4 separate regions of the Mus musculus genome follow, and all the other regions are linked to region 2. The links are chromatin contacts, called in public Hi-C and HiChIP or PLAC-seq maps. All regions are on one chromosome and are shown on one strand. The core of a region is the stretch at or near the end of the contact, and the rest is flanking DNA. Distances in the headings are between cores, read along the strand shown.

The links. Hi-C and Micro-C count contacts between places; a contact is called where the count stands out from the background. HiChIP or PLAC-seq counts read pairs in DNA pulled down with a chosen protein or histone mark.
Region 1: a Hi-C map of uterus shows a contact between it and region 2. The contact joins two enhancer-like sites. A contact is called at or near these places in 1 of 484 Hi-C or Micro-C datasets (uterus) and 2 of 115 datasets of contacts at active chromatin or transcription factors (astrocytes and vascular smooth muscle cells).
Region 3: a contact with region 2 is called in an H3K27ac HiChIP or PLAC-seq map of embryonic fibroblasts, with 4 times the contacts expected there. The contact joins the promoter of Efcab1 here to the enhancer-like site in region 2. A contact is called at or near these places in 1 of 39 promoter capture datasets (pre-B cells), 1 of 484 Hi-C or Micro-C datasets (uterus), 2 of 115 datasets of contacts at active chromatin or transcription factors (astrocytes and embryonic fibroblasts) and 1 of 9 other capture datasets (adipose tissue).
Region 4: a contact with region 2 is called in an H3K27ac HiChIP or PLAC-seq map of embryonic fibroblasts, with 4 times the contacts expected there. The contact joins two enhancer-like sites. A contact is called at or near these places in 1 of 484 Hi-C or Micro-C datasets (uterus) and 3 of 115 datasets of contacts at active chromatin or transcription factors (astrocytes, embryonic fibroblasts and vascular smooth muscle cells).

Annotation. Positions count from the first base shown.
Region 1 is chr16:14,933,801-14,938,527 of GRCm38.p6, reverse strand. Gm33696 (a long non-coding RNA gene) reads left to right here. Exons shown (of 3, transcript XR_384708.4): 2 at 2,669-2,702. It also overlaps a transcript of Efcab1 not described here. Among named protein-coding and RNA genes, the nearest start is that of Gm33696, 4.7 kb to the left of the region's middle. Within about 2 kb of position 1,682, at least 20 of the 459 cell types and tissues checked have an H3K27ac peak or open chromatin away from gene starts, as enhancers often do. A contact at or near this core is called in uterus, where this site is marked.
Region 2 is chr16:15,250,733-15,255,449 of GRCm38.p6, reverse strand. No RefSeq gene overlaps it. Among named protein-coding and RNA genes, the nearest start is that of Gm41423, 140 kb to the right of the region's middle. Within about 2 kb of position 1,944, at least 63 of the 459 cell types and tissues checked have an H3K27ac peak or open chromatin away from gene starts, as enhancers often do. A contact at or near this core is called in embryonic fibroblasts and uterus, where this site is marked.
Region 3 is chr16:14,904,616-14,909,495 of GRCm38.p6, reverse strand. Efcab1 (EF-hand calcium binding domain 1) reads right to left here and starts at 2,850. Exons shown (of 6, transcript NM_025769.3): 1 at 2,684-2,850. The coding sequence starts at 2,741. The region is part of intron 2 of Gm33696 (a long non-coding RNA gene); the gene reads left to right.
Region 4 is chr16:14,882,033-14,887,018 of GRCm38.p6, reverse strand. No RefSeq gene overlaps it. Among named protein-coding and RNA genes, the nearest start is that of Efcab1, 22 kb to the left of the region's middle. Within about 2 kb of position 1,883, at least 41 of the 459 cell types and tissues checked have an H3K27ac peak or open chromatin away from gene starts, as enhancers often do. A contact at or near this core is called in embryonic fibroblasts, where this site is marked.

The sequences.
Region 1 (4,727 bases), core at 433-2,932, 320 kb after region 2:
GACAATAAGGTGATTGTATCTGGGATCTTAGCAATATTCATAGATAAGTAGTGTAAAACTTTTTAATGTGGAAGAAATGCTTGGGCAGGGGACTTCTGCCTTCTTAGCAGAGATCAAGATGTTATCATAAAGGAAGAGAGATTTGATGAAGAGGTAAAGTTGGAGTTTTGTGGGCAGAAGGAAGCCCATTTTAAGGAGGTATAAGATATATTGATGTGTGGTGAGGCCAAATGTTCAAATGTAATGGCTGAAGTGAGCTGAAAGAAGTAAAACCCTAGAAGCTTCTCAGGATGTCACAGAAGTGGGTAGCTAGCCACCTTTCAGAAGCATCAGCCTGCTCTGACACCCTTTCCAAGACTGCAGCACCACCTGTATGTAAAATTTCTAAAGAAGGAAAAACTGTCTCAGCCTAAGTCACTTTAATCATGCAATTTTACAACCGGTTGATTGGAGTACTAGAATTCTCTTTAGCTGAGAATGTGTGATCAGCAAGGAGTTTTGAAAACCCTCGCTCTTGTGCTATAGTAAGAACTGAGAGAATCAGCTCATTCTTGTGTGACCCCTTGGTCAGTTTCCGTGAGGCAGTCTTACAGTTATTTCTTAGTTGACTGTTGTAGCTTGTGGCACTATGTCCGGTACATATTTACAACAAACTAAATGTCCTGTCATTTGTAGTATGGTTAGGTGTCTTCCTTTCAGAAAGTTGGGCTCTCTTGGATTAACTTACCCAGACACATAGTGCCTGAAGACAGACATCAAATTGGCTCTTCCTCCAGGAAAAGGAATGTGTATTCCAGTTTTAGACACAGTACAGTCCAGGGTTGACCTCTTAGGCTTTCTCAGGAGTATTTCAAATTCTGATGTCCCAAGTGAACAGGAAGCTCCTTAAAGCCATGGAGTTGTGGATGGAGTAAAACCTCTGATTCCTTTTGTTGATCCCATGTGCTATGTCACAGGCCTTCAGGGATGCATGGGGTGACACTTTGAGGAACAGATCTGGCCCCTTGATTTATGTTGTGTTCAAAGTCACGTCCCATCAGCTTTCCTGAGAATCAACATAGTATAGCCTGAACACAAGAACTCAACTGAGATCTGATATGGAGTGATCTTTTCCATCTTGATATGCTTCAGGATCCAAGCCTGCTCTGCTCTGCTCTTCAGCAAATACAGACCATCTCCTCTGTGTCAGACCACAGGAAACAGCACTGAATAGGGCTGGATATGCTTTCATGTATCTCTTTTTGAGAGAAGGAAAATAAAAGAAGAAAATAGAAAGTAAAGCAAGAGTGCGACACAGAGCTTCCCCCAGAGATCCCATGCCCTGTCCCCCATTCAGTGCTACTGAAGTCTTCAGAACAAGAAGCCACCCTGATGAGGATGTGCAAGTTTACATCTATTTTTGAAAGCTTTGCTTGTTTGAGTGCTGTTTTCCACTTTCTCACAAAGCCAATGAGAGACATACTAGACATTGGCCTGGGATCAAAGCCCTTTTTGGAAAGCAAACGTCTATGATGTCATGAAAGAGAAGTATTCTCCCTGGTGACAAGGGGTCGCCTGGAGGCTTGCCAGCATATCCACGGTCACCCCTTCTTCAGCACAGTTATCTAACACATACTCACCCTCAGACCTCCAGGCTGCTCTACCCCCTCAGACATCCTGAATTTCTGCAGCAGCCTGTGTGTCATCAAAGCCTCTAGAACTGGAGACTCCACCAAGCCACTCCTTCTCTTGCATCTCCTCCCACTGCAAACCATAATCTTGCAGACAGACAATGAGGATAGGACAGCTATTCAAAAAATCGCGTGGCTGGGGAGGCTCAGGGCATGTCCTGACTGCACCTGCAGGTTTTCCTTTCCTGAGGCCGCTGGGCACTGGCTGTGTTGCACCTGCTGCGGGCCAGTGCCTGCCTCTCAGCACATACCTGGGACTTGCTACAGGCCCTGGCCTGCTTCACATCCTGCTGCTCCATTCCACCTCCTGTGCCCTGCTAACAGCCTAGAGGCCAGCTTGTCTTACCAGCCACCTGATGTTTTCTAAATGTGCACCCACAAAAGGAATAGAAAAGCAGCAGCTTTTTGCCTGTTTCTTGATGCCATGGACAGGGTAGGACACTTCTTGCCATGATTCCATTGGCTTCAGTCAATGTCCTTTCCTGATTATCATACATCATTCAGCAAATCAATCTCATGTTGTGGGCTGGTGTTTGCTTATACTGGACAGATCTTGAAAAGTGATGAGCCAGCTGAATAGGGATGTGCAGCTTAGAAGCATGCACATTTTCTATATAAACAACAGGGTATTGTTGGGCAGCCTCCAGTTGCTGTCTACAAGTGAGTTTATTGAGAGATGGGGAAATGCTAAGAAGTGAGTAGTCATTATACCACTCCCATGCAGGTACTGGGTAATAGCAGAGGGCATACTGGTTCTCATTCTCTGAGTTTCTATATCACTGAATCATTAGTGAGGCTTGCTTTTGATAGCATGCACTAAATGTGTTCCTGTGATTTGTCTGTCAGTCAGCACTCAGCAATAAAAGTTCCACCATGAATGAGGGGACAGGTGTCCCTAACTTTCCTGATCAACAGTAATGTGCATATTAGGAATATTTTTGTGGCAGCAGCCTAGAGTCTTCTTGAACTTTCACTGGTAGGCATTCATGTTTCCACAGAAGTCTGTTGAAGAAGATCATACCTGCTTCACTGGTGATTGGCTCTTATGTTTACTCATCCATGCCACCAATGAACTTTGGCACTGCAAAGAGGGAGGATAGATGACAAGCATTTCCTGAATGAGGGGGAAGAGGAAGAACTGTATCCTTCTTCCATATCCCAATGCCCCTTCACCTAACAAGCCCTTGGGAAGTGGACTATGTGCCAGTGGTGGGAGTCATCTAATTGGGGCAGAGTGGGGTAAGAAGAGAAAAATGGAGGCAGAATAAACAAAAGGCAATGTGTATTAGAGGGAGGAAAATTTTCCTGATGGACTAAATGACAGTCTTAGGTACACAGCAAGCCACAAATTACTGGGCCAGAGAGGGTTGTCCTTTTCTGTAGGAGGCAAATGAATGCAGATGTAGTGACATGTTGAGGGGATTAGTGCATGTCTTGAGCACTCCCTGTTGTAGCTCCCAAGGTTTCCATGCAGAATTCCACAGGTAAGCATGCATGTGCCAGTAAGAGGCATTACAGGACTTCTGTCCACCTGATGGGCACATTTGGTTGAATCAAACAGTTTTCAACTTTTCTCATCCTGTGATCTTTTATACAGTTCCTCATGTTGGAGTGACTCCAAACATAAAATTATTTTGTTCTTACTTCCAAACTAATTTTGCTCTACTAGCCACTTGTTAGTTGAGAAGCATCTGAAAGGAGCTGAAGCCCCAAACCACTGTTCCGTTCACTGCCATTCTAGAGAATGGAGCTTGGCTCTGTGTCTCATGGGGACACTGCTGTGATCTAGAAGCCCCTGACTCTTTCCTGCCATCAGAACTGTCCTTTCCTCAGGGAAAGCTCATTGTTCTCTTTCCTAGCAATACCTAAGCAGGGAAGATTCATAGTGACCTCTTTTCTCAGTATTGAATGATCTTTCTCATGCTTGCCTGCCCTCACTCCTGCTCATATTCATTTCTTGTGATTATACATAAAAGTATAACTTTGTTTCTGTGTGGTCCATAGGGATTAGCTGTGATTCTATAACAGCTCTCCTTGCATAAATGTTTGCAGCAGCCATCTTAGCCATGTGACTGCAGAGAGTTTATGTGGACTAGCACAGGGTTTCACTTCCCATTCACAACCCTCTTAATCTGAAAAATATTTAGAAATTAAATTTTATAAATGTTATAAAACATATATGGAATCAAATATTGTCTGGTAAACCATAAATCAATCAATCAATTAATTAATTAATTAATTAATTAATTTTGGTTTTTTGAGACAGGGTTTCTCTGTATAACCCTGGCTGTCCTGGAACTTACTTTGTAGACCAGGCTGGCCTCGAACTCAGAAATCCGCCTGCCTCTGCCTCCCAAGTGCTGGGATTAAAGGTGTGCACCACCATGCCCGGCTTTCATAAATTTATTTTTAAAATAGTTTGTTGGCACATATATAGTTTTGTCCTTTATAAACTATGAAAGCATATGCATTTACTACTGATATGGAGACGCTTTCTTGTTTTTACATAAGGAATGGTGGCTGAATACCTTCACTGTTTTTGGAGTTGATCTATGTTTTGATTTTTATAATCAATGCCAAGAATACGTCTTTGCATTCATATATGCATGCATACATACATAGTATAAAAGATAGCAGAAACATATTTAGGACTATTTCAGAAATTGTTGCCAATTCTGTCTTAATCCCAACCTCAAATCCATTTGATATTTTTATGAAATTCAAATCAACAATGCGAATAGAAGTTTTAAGATGGAATGTTGTAGCACAATACATTCCAGAGGTATCCTAACTTGATATCTATACACAGAGAAATGATGTGAAAAGGATTTAATGTCTTTGCCATAATTAAACCACATGCTTCTATAAGAGCTGAGATGTTGGTATATGTAGTAAAAAGTATGCAATCCCTAATGCTTAATGGTCTCCCAAATGAAGGTGAGGTAGTTGAAGAAATGTTCAGGGTCACTGTGCAATTTGAGGATATACACTGAGTAAGCGTGCGGGGGGAAGAAGAGTAGCAACAAAGGCTGCACTAGAGCTGTGTGGCACAAGGCC
Region 2 (4,717 bases), core at 695-3,194:
AATCAGCATCCAAACCCTGACACCATTGCATACACTAGCAAGATTTTATCGAAAGGACCCAGATGTAGCTGTCTCTTGTGAGACTATGCCGGGGCCTAACAAACACAGAAGTGGATGCTCACAGTCAGCTAATGGATGGATCACAGGGCTCCCAATGGAGGAGCTAGAGAAAGTACCCAAGGAGCTAAAGGGATCTGCAACCCTATAGGTGGAACAACATTATGAACTAACCAGTACCCCGGAGCTCTTGTCTCTAGCTGCATATGTATCAAAAGATGGCCTAGTCGGCCATCACTGGAAAGAGAGGCCCATTGGACTTGCAAACTTTATATGCCCCAGTACAGGGGAAAGCCAGGGCCAAAAAGGGGGAGTGGGTGGGTAGGGGAGTGGGGGTGGGTGGGTATGGGGGACTTTTGGTATAGCATTGGAAATGTAAATGAGCTAAATACCTAATAAAAAATGGAAAAAAAATAAAATACAAATGTGAAAAAAAAAGTATATCACTGTGCTTATCTGAACACAAATAGAAAAAGATTATAGTGGAGGAAATACCATGTGACCACACAGTCAGCTAGATTTATAGCCATGAGACCAGAAGTAGTGGCGAGAGCCAGTGGAGGATTTCGAAACACACAGTGTTCCCCACTAAAGTTATAAGTTTTGCTTTGCTGGGCATTATCTTGTACTTTGTTGGTTTAAATGAAAGTTTCTTTCAAGTTGTTTAAATTCAAATGCCAGGGTCCAGTTGAGGCCAGTAATTATGGAGAAAACCATCATTAGGCAGAAATTTAAGTTTCAAGTCCACAAACATACAAATAGTAATTGGTACTGAGCTGCTGCCTTGGATAGGCAGAATAAATGCCCTCAATTGCTATCAAAAGGAAAATTCCCAAGGATTTCTGCAAGTTTTTATGTTATTTGAAGTATGTAATGATATTGTTTTAATACACTCCTCACTTAACTCCAAACACCGTTGGGGTTGCTCTGGTGCTGCTGTGTTCAAATACTAAATTCTATACCCCAAGATCTGGTTACCCCAAAAGGAGCAAATTCTCATGTATACCAGCTTTTGTTGTTCAAACCTTGCTTCTTAATTTAAAACTATTGGTTAAATAAAACTGGTGACAGCCAATTACTGGAGGAAATAGAGATAGGTGGGTTTTAAGTTACCTGGCTGGGGGGTCACAGTAGGAGAAAAGGGAGAAGGGGAAATAAGAGAGGAGGTAAAGAGAGGAGGAGGCAGCCATGAGAAAAGATGGACCATGTGCATGTGCCCAGGAGAAACACCAAGTAACATGGGATATGTGGCTGGGATGTAAGTTATAATAGCTCAAAACCTGTCCAACCTAGGCTTACAACTTGTAAATAAATACCTGGATTGTGTGTCCTTCATACAGAATATATAATTCCTATTATAAAACAGACTACAGTTGATGAAGAGTTCTGTAGAAGCTGGTTGTAATACTGCATTTAATGTTTATATTATGTACACATCCATGTATCTGTCTATCTGTTTAATAGAAAAGAACCATAAATTTGCAAAAAAAACAAAACCAAAACAAAAACAAAAAACAAAACAAAACAAAAAAACTGTGTTGGATCACACAGAAAAGGGTCTCTAATACAGCTCTACATTAGGTGCTATTATTCCATTAAGATGTTTAGAATTTTCAAAATAGAATTACATTTTTGGTGTTTTTCCTTCTCCGGCTTGCCCCCTACTGAAACTAAAAACTATATGCTAAAAAGCATAATTCTGAAGTTTATAGATACATTAAATCTGCTAAAGTTTTCTAGCCTTGATTTTCAAAGTTAAATGAGAATCTTGCCAAATGCCTAGGGTGGCAGACAAGGAAGGAAAGAGAACTGTAGCCCATAGACTGTGGGAAAGATGAGTGTCACTTTCGGGGGTTCTATATATAGGCATCAACACATGGTCATCACTGGTGACCTAGTGGTACACAGCCTTGACTTATGGGAGAATTCTGCTGGCGACCTCATGTTCAACCCTTAAGTGACCAGAAGAATTCAAAGCTTTTCCTCCAGACTATTTATTTGTAGCAAAAGCTTTGCCTCCGGTTAGAGCATAAACTGAACTAGATTTCCCTCATGAGTATAATGCAAAGATCCTGGAAATGTGCCACAGTGCATTTTGGTGAGCTTGCTGCACTTCACTGGGATCAGCAGAGACTCTCCTCTCACTGACATAAACATGCCAGAGCTTCTGGGTCCTTGCTCAGAGCTTCCAGGCCCAACTCCTGTAGCCACTGAAGGCCTCCCACGCCAAGCTGTGTGAAGTCATCAGACAATCCTGGTGGTTCTTTTTATTTTCCCTGATGAAAACTAAACATTCTCATGTTTCCCTTGGCTTGAAAGTCTCTTCCATTCAGCGCTCTAGGCTGGCCTGGCTGCTGTGTATGCACATGACACCCAGTGCATGTTTTGCAGGTTGCTCTTTACAGATGTGAAGGGTAGCAGGGTTTGCCTGCATTAGGGGGGTACTACTCTCAGGTTCTGCCAGCATTGTGAGATCCACCCAGGCCCCATACGCACTGCTCACAATTACATGCCACCCTCACAGACTACTTGTAAGGTGCTGGCAGCACCCCCTACTCCCATTCCTAATAAGGCAACGGATGCACGGAGCAGTTGGAGGTTCTGAGCACAACTTCTTATAAAAATAAAACAAAACAGTGAAGAGAAGATTTAAATACAGAGCTACGCTGATCTATTTAGTGTTCCTTTTAAAGTGCTCTGCTTCTCATGGAGAAGAAAAGGCAGTGAGTGAGGTTGATAAAATGACTAGATCTGTCCTGCCACATAAGTTCTGTTCCTAAAAGTCTATACACTTACCCACTATATCACTTTCATTCTCAGCATTATTATAACATCAGTTTATTTTGTGGATGGTAATATAAAAATTGTAGTAATAAGAAAAAAGATATGAATGTGAGAAAGATACCAAGGAGAGGGTCTGATAGCCGGTGGCTCATTTGTGTCTCAGAAAGGTGTCACATGGCTTGGAGCCCATGATAAATGCTATACCCTTTTCTTTATGTAGGACAGAGATGATACTCCACTTTCCCACATAGCTTCATACAAGCAAGCCCAGGCTCAGGAGGACCTAGTGCTAAGGCTGCACTTCTCTGGGGACACCTCTAGATGCCCCAATGTTCCAGCCAGTGGAGAAACTGTGGCAGTTACAAAAATATGACTTACTGGAGAAATATGGATCTCATTTATGTCACTGTTAACTGACTCACAATTGTCTCATCTGGGTCAAATCATCCTTGAGTGTCCTCATGGCAAAGACAGATGAAACCTTGGTTCTATTGGCTAGTGTCCTCTTCATCATCCCCAAATAAGTGACCTAGGAAGGAGTGGGGAGTTACAAGGAAGAGATGACCACATTATAATGTAGAAAAAAAGGTTTAGTTTGCTACGAAAAGGTGAATGAGGGAAGAGAAAGATAAGTAACAAATCTTTCCCCTCCCCCCATGCACATGAGCACACGCCTGGGCCTGGGTGAGGGCTCCTCCCTGATACAAGCAAAGCTGTTGAGAATGAGAACACCAGCCACAGTAGTGAAGTCATGCAAATGCTATGCTTCCAAAGGCCACAGGAACTGTGGAAAGATTTATGTAAATATCTCATGCATTCTTGGGATCTAAGGTTTATGGAAATGAAAACCACAGAGTAAAAATTCTATGCCACATTTATTCCTCCATCTTCCTCTGCTGCTTCACAATAAACTTATGGGGCAGTTTCTGTATCAGTTAATAAGATCAATTATTTCACTTTTATCACCAGAAACACATGAACTGCAATGTGTAGCAAAAACTGAACCTGACAAAACTCAGTTTGGGAAGAAAAGGAATGGATATTACTGTGTTACTGTGTATGCCATAGCCCAGCATGGAGCCTGAGATATGTAAGCAAGAGTAGAAGCAACATAACTAGTTTTCCATGAGCTATGGGCTTTCTTCTCCTTGCTTCTTAATTTTGTGGTGGATTTTAGAGTGGGATGTTTCACACACAGATCATAGCTCAGATATTCAAGTTGGTGATTGACTTAGTCAGGGTTTCTATTCCTGCACAAACATCATGACCAAGAAGCAAGTTGGGGAGGAAAGGGTTTATTTGGCTTATACTTCCATACTGCTGTTCATCAACAAGGAAGTCAGGATTGGAACTCAAACAGGTCAGGAAGCAGGAGCTGATGCAGAGGCCATGGAGGGATGTTCTTTACTGGCTTACTTTTCCTGGCTTGCTCAGCCTGCTCTCTTATAGAACCCAAGACTACCAGCCCAGAGATGGTCCCACTCACAAGGGGCCTTTCCCCCTTGATCACTAATTGAGAAAATGCCTTACAGTTGGATCTCATGGAGGCATTTCCTCAACTGAAGCTTCTTTCTCTGTGATAACTCCAGCTGTGTCAAGTTGACACAAAACTAGCCAGTACAGTGATGCATCCTTGGAACCAAGTTTAAAGAAACCTTGGAGGAACACATGGTTTTCCATGTATGCCCCACCCAGGGCATGCCCTTTTCCAGGCTTAAGAATTAGGCATTGTAAAGTCCAAGGCCTAACAGTAAAGGGGTGGCATTCTAAAAAGGGGCTACAGATGCTATGGGCATTTTTTAGCCGCTTACATTACATTGTGTGGCAGGGAAGTCAGAACCAAGAGAACATATTTTCAACCTAAGTAGATATATTG
Region 3 (4,880 bases), core at 1,601-4,100, 350 kb after region 2:
ACTAAAGAGTACACCTTCTTCTCAGCACTTCATGGTACCTTCTCCAAAACTGACCACATAATCAGTCACAAAATAGGCCTCAACAGATACAAGAAGATTGACATAATCCCATGCATCCTATTAGATCATCACAAACTCAGGCTGGTCTTCAATAACAACAAAAAGAATAGATAGAAAGCCCACAATACATGTGGAGGCTGAAAAACACTCTACTCAATGGTAACTCGGTCAAGGAAGAAATAAAGAAAGAAATTGAAGACTTTTTAGATTTTAATGAAAATGAAGCCACAACATACCCAAACATATGGGACACAATGAAAGCAGTGCTAAGAAGAAAACTCATAGCTCTGAGTGCCTCCAAAAAGAAACTGGAGAGAGCAAACACTAGCAGCTTGAAAGCACAAATGAAAGCTGTAGAACAAAAAAGAAGCAAATACACCCAGAGGAGTAGAAGGCAGTGAATAATCAAACTCAGGGCTGAAATCAACCAAGTAGAAATAAAAAGAACTATGCAAAGAATCAACAAAACTAGAAGCTGATTCTTTGAGAAAGTCAACAAGATAGATAAACCCTTAGCCAGACTAAGTAGAGGGCATTTTCCTGGTCATGTCTAGGAATGCTATCTAGTAGCATCCTGGTTTCCTGACTCTTAAAATCTTTCTTCTCCCTCTTCTTTGATTTTTTTCTGAGTCTTAGAAATAAGACTCAGAGATTGATAGATGTGTTGTACATCTATCAATTGGGCTTAGGTACCTCATGGTCCCTTATTCTTTGTATCATGACACATTGTAGATCTTTGAAATAGTCACTAACTGTTGAAAAAAGAGACTTACTTGATGCAGAGTGAGAACTACTTATTTGTGGCTACAAGAGTAATTATTTAGAATATAGTTAGAAATTATACTGGTTTAGGAAAATGGCAATTGTAGGTTCTAGTCTAAGGTTCATGATCCTTCCAGCCATGGTTAGTTGGCTAGGTTTATAGTACCAGACATGAGGCCTCTCCTACTATGTCCAATTAAACAGCTGGTGGTTACTTGAAAGATAAAAGTGCCACCACTGTGGATCGTGTGCCTGTCCAGTCATTTTCCTGGCTCATGGGCCTTTCTCTGGCTAGGTCCACTGATTGGTTGCTCCTCTCCCTTGGCCGCTTGCACAACACTTTAAGATATAAGAGCTAGGCCTCAGGGAGGTTTCCAGGCCAGCTCCAGCTCAATTTCTAGGAATTCTGTCTCTTGAGTGTATGACATCTTCAGCAATAGGATCTCACTTTCAAGCTCTGGAAGACAAAGGGAACAGCTGAGGCCCATATTGTCTTGGGAATCTCTTGTATTCCCCTAGTCAATAACTCAACTGGAGGTTTCTCAAGCCTGGCATTGAATTTTGTATTAGACGGTGTATGGCTCTTGGAAATAGGGAAAACACCCTTACTTCATTATTTTTGAGTTGTTGTCACTGTTAGTGAAGAATTGTGTACTTATGAAGCAGACTTAATCAAATAAACATTGTGTGTGCCAGTTATTAATGTTGTGAGTATTCATTGGAAATGTTTTTACTCATTTTCAAAATAGCATATATTCTCCCAGAAATGGAAGCATTTCAGGAAAACCACAAAAGAACACAATTTCTTATCAAATTTATAAACACCTTAAATGACTGCCATTTTCTGAGAATTTTAAGATGCTCACAGTATAATAGTATATCATAGTTTTCAGTTGGGGCACTACCCCCGTGACATCAATTCTCACACATTGTATCAGATACAAATGATATAAAGGTGCTAGGCCAGAAACCTCCAGAGCTACATTAGAAGTTCACATCCACACCTTCACACAATGGAGCTGGTTTGAAGATGTGACCTCTCCATTTTCATTGTGACCAGTATCTCTTCGACCATCACATAGCTTCTAAATTCACACATCAAACAATACTGCCCTCATCTCAATGATCCACACACTGCTTCTCAGCTCAAGAACAGCTGTTTTTCTGTCTGAGTACAATGCTCTCATGTGTGGTCACCTGCAAGATCTCCTTTACCTATGGACCTGATTGGGAATTGGAAATTGAGCATCTAAAACTGGGAACAGATTCTTTACCGTCTTAGATTTGCTGAGCAATATACTTTTCAATGAAATGCCTCTACGGAAGACAGTGTCTGTACCACCGCAAGTCTCTTTCTTAAAAGTGTTCAGGATGCATGCACGACTGTTTTCTTTATGGATCTCTTATCACACTTCCAGAGCTTAGACCTCAGAGCGTTTTGTTTTCTTTTGTTGTTTTTGTTTTTTCCTCTCTAGAAAGAGCCAGAAAGTAAGTAAAGGCTCTGCTGCTTTCTTGATTCTGGTGTTTTTCTGGGGCATCCTTTTCAACCTGTCTAAAGCTGAAGCCACATGCCTCCCAGATACACACCATATTGCTTCTCTAACTTAAAAGCAAATAAAGAGATCTTTGAATTTAGTGAATGTCTATGAGGGAGCTCGGGCAGCTTGGAACTTGTCCCAGTTATAAAAGGGTAGGATGGATGCCTCCCAAGGAGTTGGAACTCCACAAAGGGATTCTCTTTCCGATCCTCTTGAGGAGGAGCGTGGAGGGGCCATTACTGGTGGAAGCAGGAAGTAGAGACTGGGTAGAAAGAGATCTGGCCCAGAAGTCATAGGAACTCTTGCATTCAGTTCTTACTTACAGTGCTTGCAATTTTTAGTTAAGGTGTCCGTCAACTTCTGCAGCTTCTTTCTGTTCATGATGGGTGTTAATAATATTAGATCTTAGAGTGTCATCTGGAGCAGAGTGCCAGGACGCTCCGGCTCCGGAGCCCCAGGCTGAGGGAGCTTGGTGCAGCCAGCTTGGCTCTGCGCATTTGCGCATTTGCGCATTTGCGGCCCTAACAGACAGTGTGGCCATGGCAACGCCTCAGGTGAAAGCGGCCTCTGTACATAGAGCAGCCATGGCAACGGCTGGGTGGGACACTGATTGGCTCCTGTCAGGGGGCCTCTTGGTCAGCTCAGTAAAGCCTGCCAGTCCTGACTGCCCAGCACAGACACTGTGCCTGCATTTAGTCCCAGTTGCAGCGTTTCAGCCTGACACTTTGCAGACTGTATTGTTTGCCATGTTGGAAATTTCTATTTTCACTTGTCACACCATCATTTCTGTTCACAGCCCCTCAAGACTACATCATAATCAGAAGAGTAAGGTGTGCAAGCTGGATAGATGTTTTGTATGATGAGCACAAGAGCGATTCAGGTTTTCAAGATCTGTGGGGATGCTGGAGGGAAATAGGTGTGTAATTAAAGCAATTATCAGAAGGGAATCTGAACAATTACGGTTTGAACTGTGTTACTCAGAAAGTAGATCTCTCTGTGTCTCTGTCTCTCTCTGTCTCTCTCTCTGTCTCTCCCCCCTCCTTCTTTGGAGTGGGAGTTTTCAGTCAAATTTGCAAAAGGCCAATGTCATATTTTAAGTTCGTTAATTAAAGATACATACTCTTTTTGTTGTTTTGTATAAAATAGAGTTTATTTAGGGCATAAGGAGGGGAGTTGCGAGGGTTGTAGAGGCAGAGAAAGGCAGAGAGAGAGAGAGAGAGAGAGAGAGAGAGAGAGAGAGAGAGAGAGAAGAGAGGAAGGAGGAGGAGAAGGAAGAGGAGGAGGGGAGGAGGAGGAGGAGGAAGAGGAGAAAGAGAGGAGTAGAGATTGGCCATGAGCACATGGAGAGAGAGGGGGAAGGGAATGGGGAGAAAGAGGGTAAGGGACAAGAGGACAGAGCAGAAGCAAGAAGGCAAGAGAGAGAAAGGAGGGGGCAAGCAGCCCCTTTTATAGTGAGTCAGGCACACCTGGCTGTTGCCAGGTAACTATGGGGCGGAGCCTAGATAAAATGCTAACAGTAACAACTTTCCAAACTACATAGACTGACATAACAGCCCAGAAGTTGCCATGGAGACAAATTGGAGAATTTTTCCATGATGCGGAATCCTTCAAGTGGTCAGTTTGCAGCCACACCTAGTTCTTCTATTGAAAACCCTTCCCTAGTCTCTTGAAATCACTCAAATTTATAATTGTCTAATTTTATAATTTTGAAATGGTAATAAGACATCAGCCACACAGAATATAACCTACTGAGAGTCCTTTCCATCAGTATAATTTTCTGCAAATCCATCCAGGAAATTTTGCCTTTTTATTGCTGAATAGTATTCCATGATTTATATGTGCCATATTCTGTTTATACACCCATGCACTGAAGACCTTCAGCCTTCAGTTTTAAGCTCTTAACAGGGAAGATACTATAGACCATTTCTCATATGAATGAGAGTTAAGTTCTCTGGAATGAGCACCTAGGATTGCTAGTACATATGGCAGCTGTATGATTGCAATTTAGAAATTGTGAGATTGCTTTCCAGAGAGTCTGAACATTGTGAGGCCACAGCCTAGTGTCTCCTCATCGCTGTCTGTACTTGGTGCCCTCACTGTTTTTGTTTGTTCAGCTTTTAAAGCAAACACAACCATTCTAATGGGTATGTGTTGACATCATGAGTTTTAACTTGCATCCTTAGCTGATCAAGTAGGGCTGTCTTCACCGTTATGGCATCTTCCATGTATTCTGTCTGCTCAAATATTCACTCACATCTTGGGCAAGATTGGATTTTTTTTTAAATCTATATGGTTTTGCATTTTAAGTCCATAAATTAAATTCATGATGAATTTTGAGTTGGCTATTGCAGAGGTAGGAGATTTAAGTCAGGGATCATTTGTTGCCTGATTATATCCAGAACGTCCACAGCTGTTGCTGACAATTCCATTGAGCTTCTTCTGAATGGATTCCTTCCACTAATTGTTACATTTTAGTTACGGTGTTTGTCACCTCACAGTTATTCACTCAGTCCTTTCTAT
Region 4 (4,986 bases), core at 634-3,133, 370 kb after region 2:
ATACCTGCAAGCTAGAGGAGGACATCAGATGCCAGTATAGATGGTTGTGAGCCACCCTGTGGTTGCTGGAAATTGAACTCAGAACCTCTGGAAGAACAGACAATGCTCTTAACCACTAAGTCATCTCTCCAACCTAAAACTTGATTTTTGTTTTGTTTTAATTAACTACATGTATATGAAAGAGCAAACAAATAAATTTTACTATAGAGTCCAAAAATGGCATGCAAATGTAAAAACCCTATGATTGCAGAAAATTGTAACAAGAGAACAAGAAGCCACCATTCTGTACCACTAGCATATGACAAAGTTAAGAAGGATGATGGGCGTATAAAGCAGTCCAAGGGCTTCACAAAACAATGAAAGCTTCTTATGAGATAAATGCACAGTTGCTTCAAAACAATCATTGTACATCTCAAGAGTAATGAAAAAATAAAAATTCCAGAATAAGAATATGCTTAGTAATTTTATCCATAAGAGAAAAAATAAAATAAAATAAAATTTTGGAAATAAGCCAGATTTTAGCTAAGTATAATGAATAAAAAATTGTTAGTCATAAAATAAGACTTCAAAGGCATGATGATGAAGTTAGACCTTAAATAAAATATACTTCATGATTCCACTTCTAGCAGCTCTGAGAATTAATTTCTGTGGTAGTTGTAAAGTGACTCCAAGTACCATGTCTGTCAAAGCCACTTAAGCTGAAGGTAAGATTTACTTTGTTTCCTGCCACACCTCCATACCTAGATCAGTGGTTGTGCAAAGAACACACTCGGCTTCTTTTCATACTCTGTTATTCTTTTCCTCATTTACTAAACACAGTTACTCAGCTATGTGCTCAGTCTGTGTAGGTTCAGATCTCAGGACACTGTCCTGGACCACTTCTTTTCTCACATAGGGTTGACTGCCCTTCACATTGCCATCACATTGCAGTGTAGTGGCTGCTTTCATGCGTCCTGAGAATTGGCTCAGAGTTTGTTGTTGAAAAAGCATACTGTAAGCACTCATCCAGTATTCACTAAGAAAATACCAGAAAAAGGAAGAAGGGAAAGGAAAATAAAAAAGGGAAGAGGAAGAGGGAGAAGGGAAGAAATTTGTTTCCTTTTTTGACATGTGATTTAGACTTGAGGGCATATAACAGAAATATTTACATACTCTAAGAATGGCTCTAAGAATTCTCAGACTACCTGGTACCTGGTCTTCCCCTCCCTTTGTTTGCTGTCCTTCCTGCCCCTGCTCCTGTCTTTGCTCTAAGCAAGTTGTTTGCATTCTGAGTTGTGAAGAAGCAGAGCACAGGGGCTGGGAGGGGTCAGAGGGTGAGGCTCAGGTAAAAAAGTCTGAGTCACCCTGTGGCAGATGAAGCTGGAGTGTGCCTGGCATGTCTCCTTGATGCCTGTCCAAGGCAAAGGTAGACAGCTGCCTGACAGACAGGCCTAGTCCCAACAGGTTACAGTAAATGGCATCACCCTGAACACCAGGCAATCCCCTGTATGAGTTATATTCAGCTTGAATGAGTCATATTTCACTTTCTTTTCAGCCTTTAATGGCTTGATGACTTGGTAGGCAAGTAGGTGGGGACAAGTTTTTCTCTGATGATACAGGGTCTGATAATACATAACTTGTCCCACCTTCTGCTGCCCGACATGACTCCTTCAAGACCTGGTGTGAGTAGTCACAGGTCCCCTAGGAGCCAGAGGCAGACACCTTACCTAAAGAATGGTGCTTAAGTAAGTCCATTTTTTATGTAAGAAGGCCTCTTCCTTTTCCATCTGTGTTTTGCTCCTGACTTTACAAAGTCAAAAGTTTATGTCATCATCATCTAGGAGAAGACAGAGAAAACATATTTGAGTACTACTATGTCCTCTGAGCTTTGACTGCACATTTTTTTGCTCTTTCGTCAGAAAACTAAGATGTGCCTAAACCATTGACCACATTAACCACAGGAACTCTTAAAAGCATTTTCCATTTTTCTCATGGTTTTAGAAACAAAATACATAGCAAGAATTTAGCTTTGACTTGCTACTTGTAACTGTCTTTTCATTTTTAGAACACTTGTAGATATTATTTAAAGATAAAAATCCTATTTTACACTATGCAACTGCGGAGATATGGCTCCAAAGGCCACATCAAAGACTACTGCATATGGTCAGGATAAGGCCATCCTATTATAGTTTCTGTGAATATGGATATCTCCATATTAACTTCAACTCTGAGACTTATAACCACTGCCAACTTTGTTGGGTTTAGATTCACTAAATAGACATACTTCTGGATGTTAGCAATGGGGTCCTAGGAGGGCATAGGAGAGTGCAAGATACACACAATAGGTGGTGAAGGCCATTGGTCCTTAGTCATCCTAAGCTGCAGAGGCTCATGCTCATGGGAGTGGAATGCATCTGCAGAACTGAGGATGGAAGAAAGGTGTGAGTAATAAAGAGTTATAAAAGCTAGTGTCTGAATGTTACTCTGGGGCTAGTTTTATGGTGTTTGGAGCTTTTAGGAAGATCTGTGAATACACACACACCTTGTCCTTCTTCGATTACCGGGTTTAACCAGTAAGAGTTGCCCTTATTATCTGCATGGAGAACTCTACCACCTCTACTGCTCCTTCTTGATGCCAGCCATATTTCTAGGTTGTGAGGATGTCTAAGTCTTTAATAGTCTATTTAAAATTAGGGTCTTCTGACTCCTCTGACTCTCAGTTTATGAGAGATGGTGTGGGTTAGAGTGGAGAGAACATGCTTAGGGGCTAAGAGCACTTGCTGAATAAACATGAATCTGAGTTCAGATTCCAGGACCTATGTAAAAATGCCAGGCATGTAACTCCAATACTGTGAGGGGTGGATACAGAAGAATTGCTGGGACTTATTGGTCCTTCTTGCTACCAGTCATATTTCTGGGTTTTGAAAATGTCAGTCATTAATAGTCTAGTTGAAATTAGGGGTTTCTAACTCTTCTGACTCTCGTTTATGAAAAATGGAGTGGATTAGAGTGGAGAGGACAAAACTGAACACTGGAGTCAAGCACACATGGACTCCATGGATGTGAAAAGATCAGAGGTGAAAGACTCCTGATCCGGCTCCCAGCCCCCAACTCTGTACCCACTCTGCAATTGCCCACAGAGCCCACAGAGTTCTAAGAACAGCAGGAACTTAGAACTCTTCTCAGCATTCAGTATAAACTTGGGAATGAAGTCGACTCTGAACACTCTGACACCTTAGTCTGTTCCTCCTCTTTGGAGTCCTGTCTTCAAATCACCATGCTTCAAGGCGCTCTCAGTTGGTGAACATTTGATATTTCTGCATTGCCAATATCCCCAAAGTACCATTTCTTTTTTTTTCTTTTTTTTTAATTAGGTATTTATTTCATTTACATTTCCAATGCTATCCCAAAAGTCCCCCACCCGCTCCCCCACCAACTCCCCCACCTACCCACTCCCACTTCTTGGCCCTGTCGTTCCCCTGTACTTAGGCATATAAAGTTTGCATGACCAATGGGACTCTCTTTCCACTGATGGCCAACTAGGCCATTTTCTGATTCATATGCAGCTAGAGACACAAGCTCGGTGGGGGCAGGGGGTACTGGTTAGTTCATATTGTTGTTCCACCTTTAGGGTTGCAGATCCCTTTAGCTCCTTGGGTGCTTTCTCTAGCTCCTCCATTGGGGGCTCTGTGATCCATCCAATAGATGACTGTGAGCATCCACTTCTGTGTTTGCTAGGCCCCGGCATAGTCTCACAAGAGACAACTATATCTGGGTCCTTTCAGCAAAATCTTGGTAGTGTATGCAATGGTGTCAGCGTTTGGAGGCTGATTATGGGGTGGATCCCTGGATATGGCAGTCTCTAGATGGTCCATCCTTTCGTAACAGCTCCAAACCTTGTCTCTGTAACTCCTTCCATGGGTGTTTTGTTCCAAATGCTAAGAAGGGGCAAAGTGTCAACACTGGTCTTCGTTCTTCTTGGGTTTCATGTGTTTTGCAAATTGTAATTTATATCTTGGGTATTCTAAGTTCCTGGACTAATATCCACTTATCAGTGAGTACATATCATTTGAGTTCTTTTGTGATTGGGTTACCTCACTCAGGATGATGCCCTCCAGGACCAACCATTTGCCTAGGAACTTCATAAATTCATTCTTTTTAATATCTGAGTACTACTCCATTGTGTAAATGTACCACATTTTCTGTATCCATTCCTCTGTTGAGGGGCATCTGGGTTCTTTCCAGCTTCTGGCTATTATAAATAAGGCTGCTATGAACATAGTGGAGCATGTGTCCTTCTTACCAGTTGGGGCATCTTCTGGATAAATGCCCAGGAGAGGTATTGCTGGATCCTCCGGTAGTACTATGTCCAATTTTCTGAGGAACCGCCAGACTGATTTCCAGAGTGGTTGTACAAGCCTGCAATCCCACCAACATTGTAGGAGTGTTCCTCTTTCTCCACATCCTCACTAGCATCTGCTGTCACCTGAATTCTTGATCTTAGCCATTCTGACTGGAGTGAAGTGGAATCTCAGGTTTGTTTTGATTTGCATTTCCCTGGTGATTAAGGATGTTGAACATTTTTTCAGGTGCTTCTCTGCCATTCGGTATTCCTCATGTGAGAATTCTTTGTTCAGCTCTGAGCCCCATTTTTTAATGGGGTTATTTCATTTTTTTGAGTCCACCTTCTTGAGTTCTTTATATATATTGGATATTAGTCCCCTATCTGATTTAGGATAGGTAAAGCTCCTTTCTGAATCTGTTGGTGGTCTTTTTGTCTTATTGACGGTGTCTTTTGCCTTGCAGAAACTTTGCAACTTTATGAGGTCCCATTTGTCAATTCTCGGTCTTACAGCACAAGCCATTGCTGTTCTATTCAGGAATTTTTCCCCTGTACCCATATCTTAGAGGCTTTTCTCTAATTGCTCCTCTATAAGTTTCAGTGTCTCTGGTTTTATGTGGAGTTCCTTAATCCACTTAGATTTGACCTTAGTACAAGGAGATAGG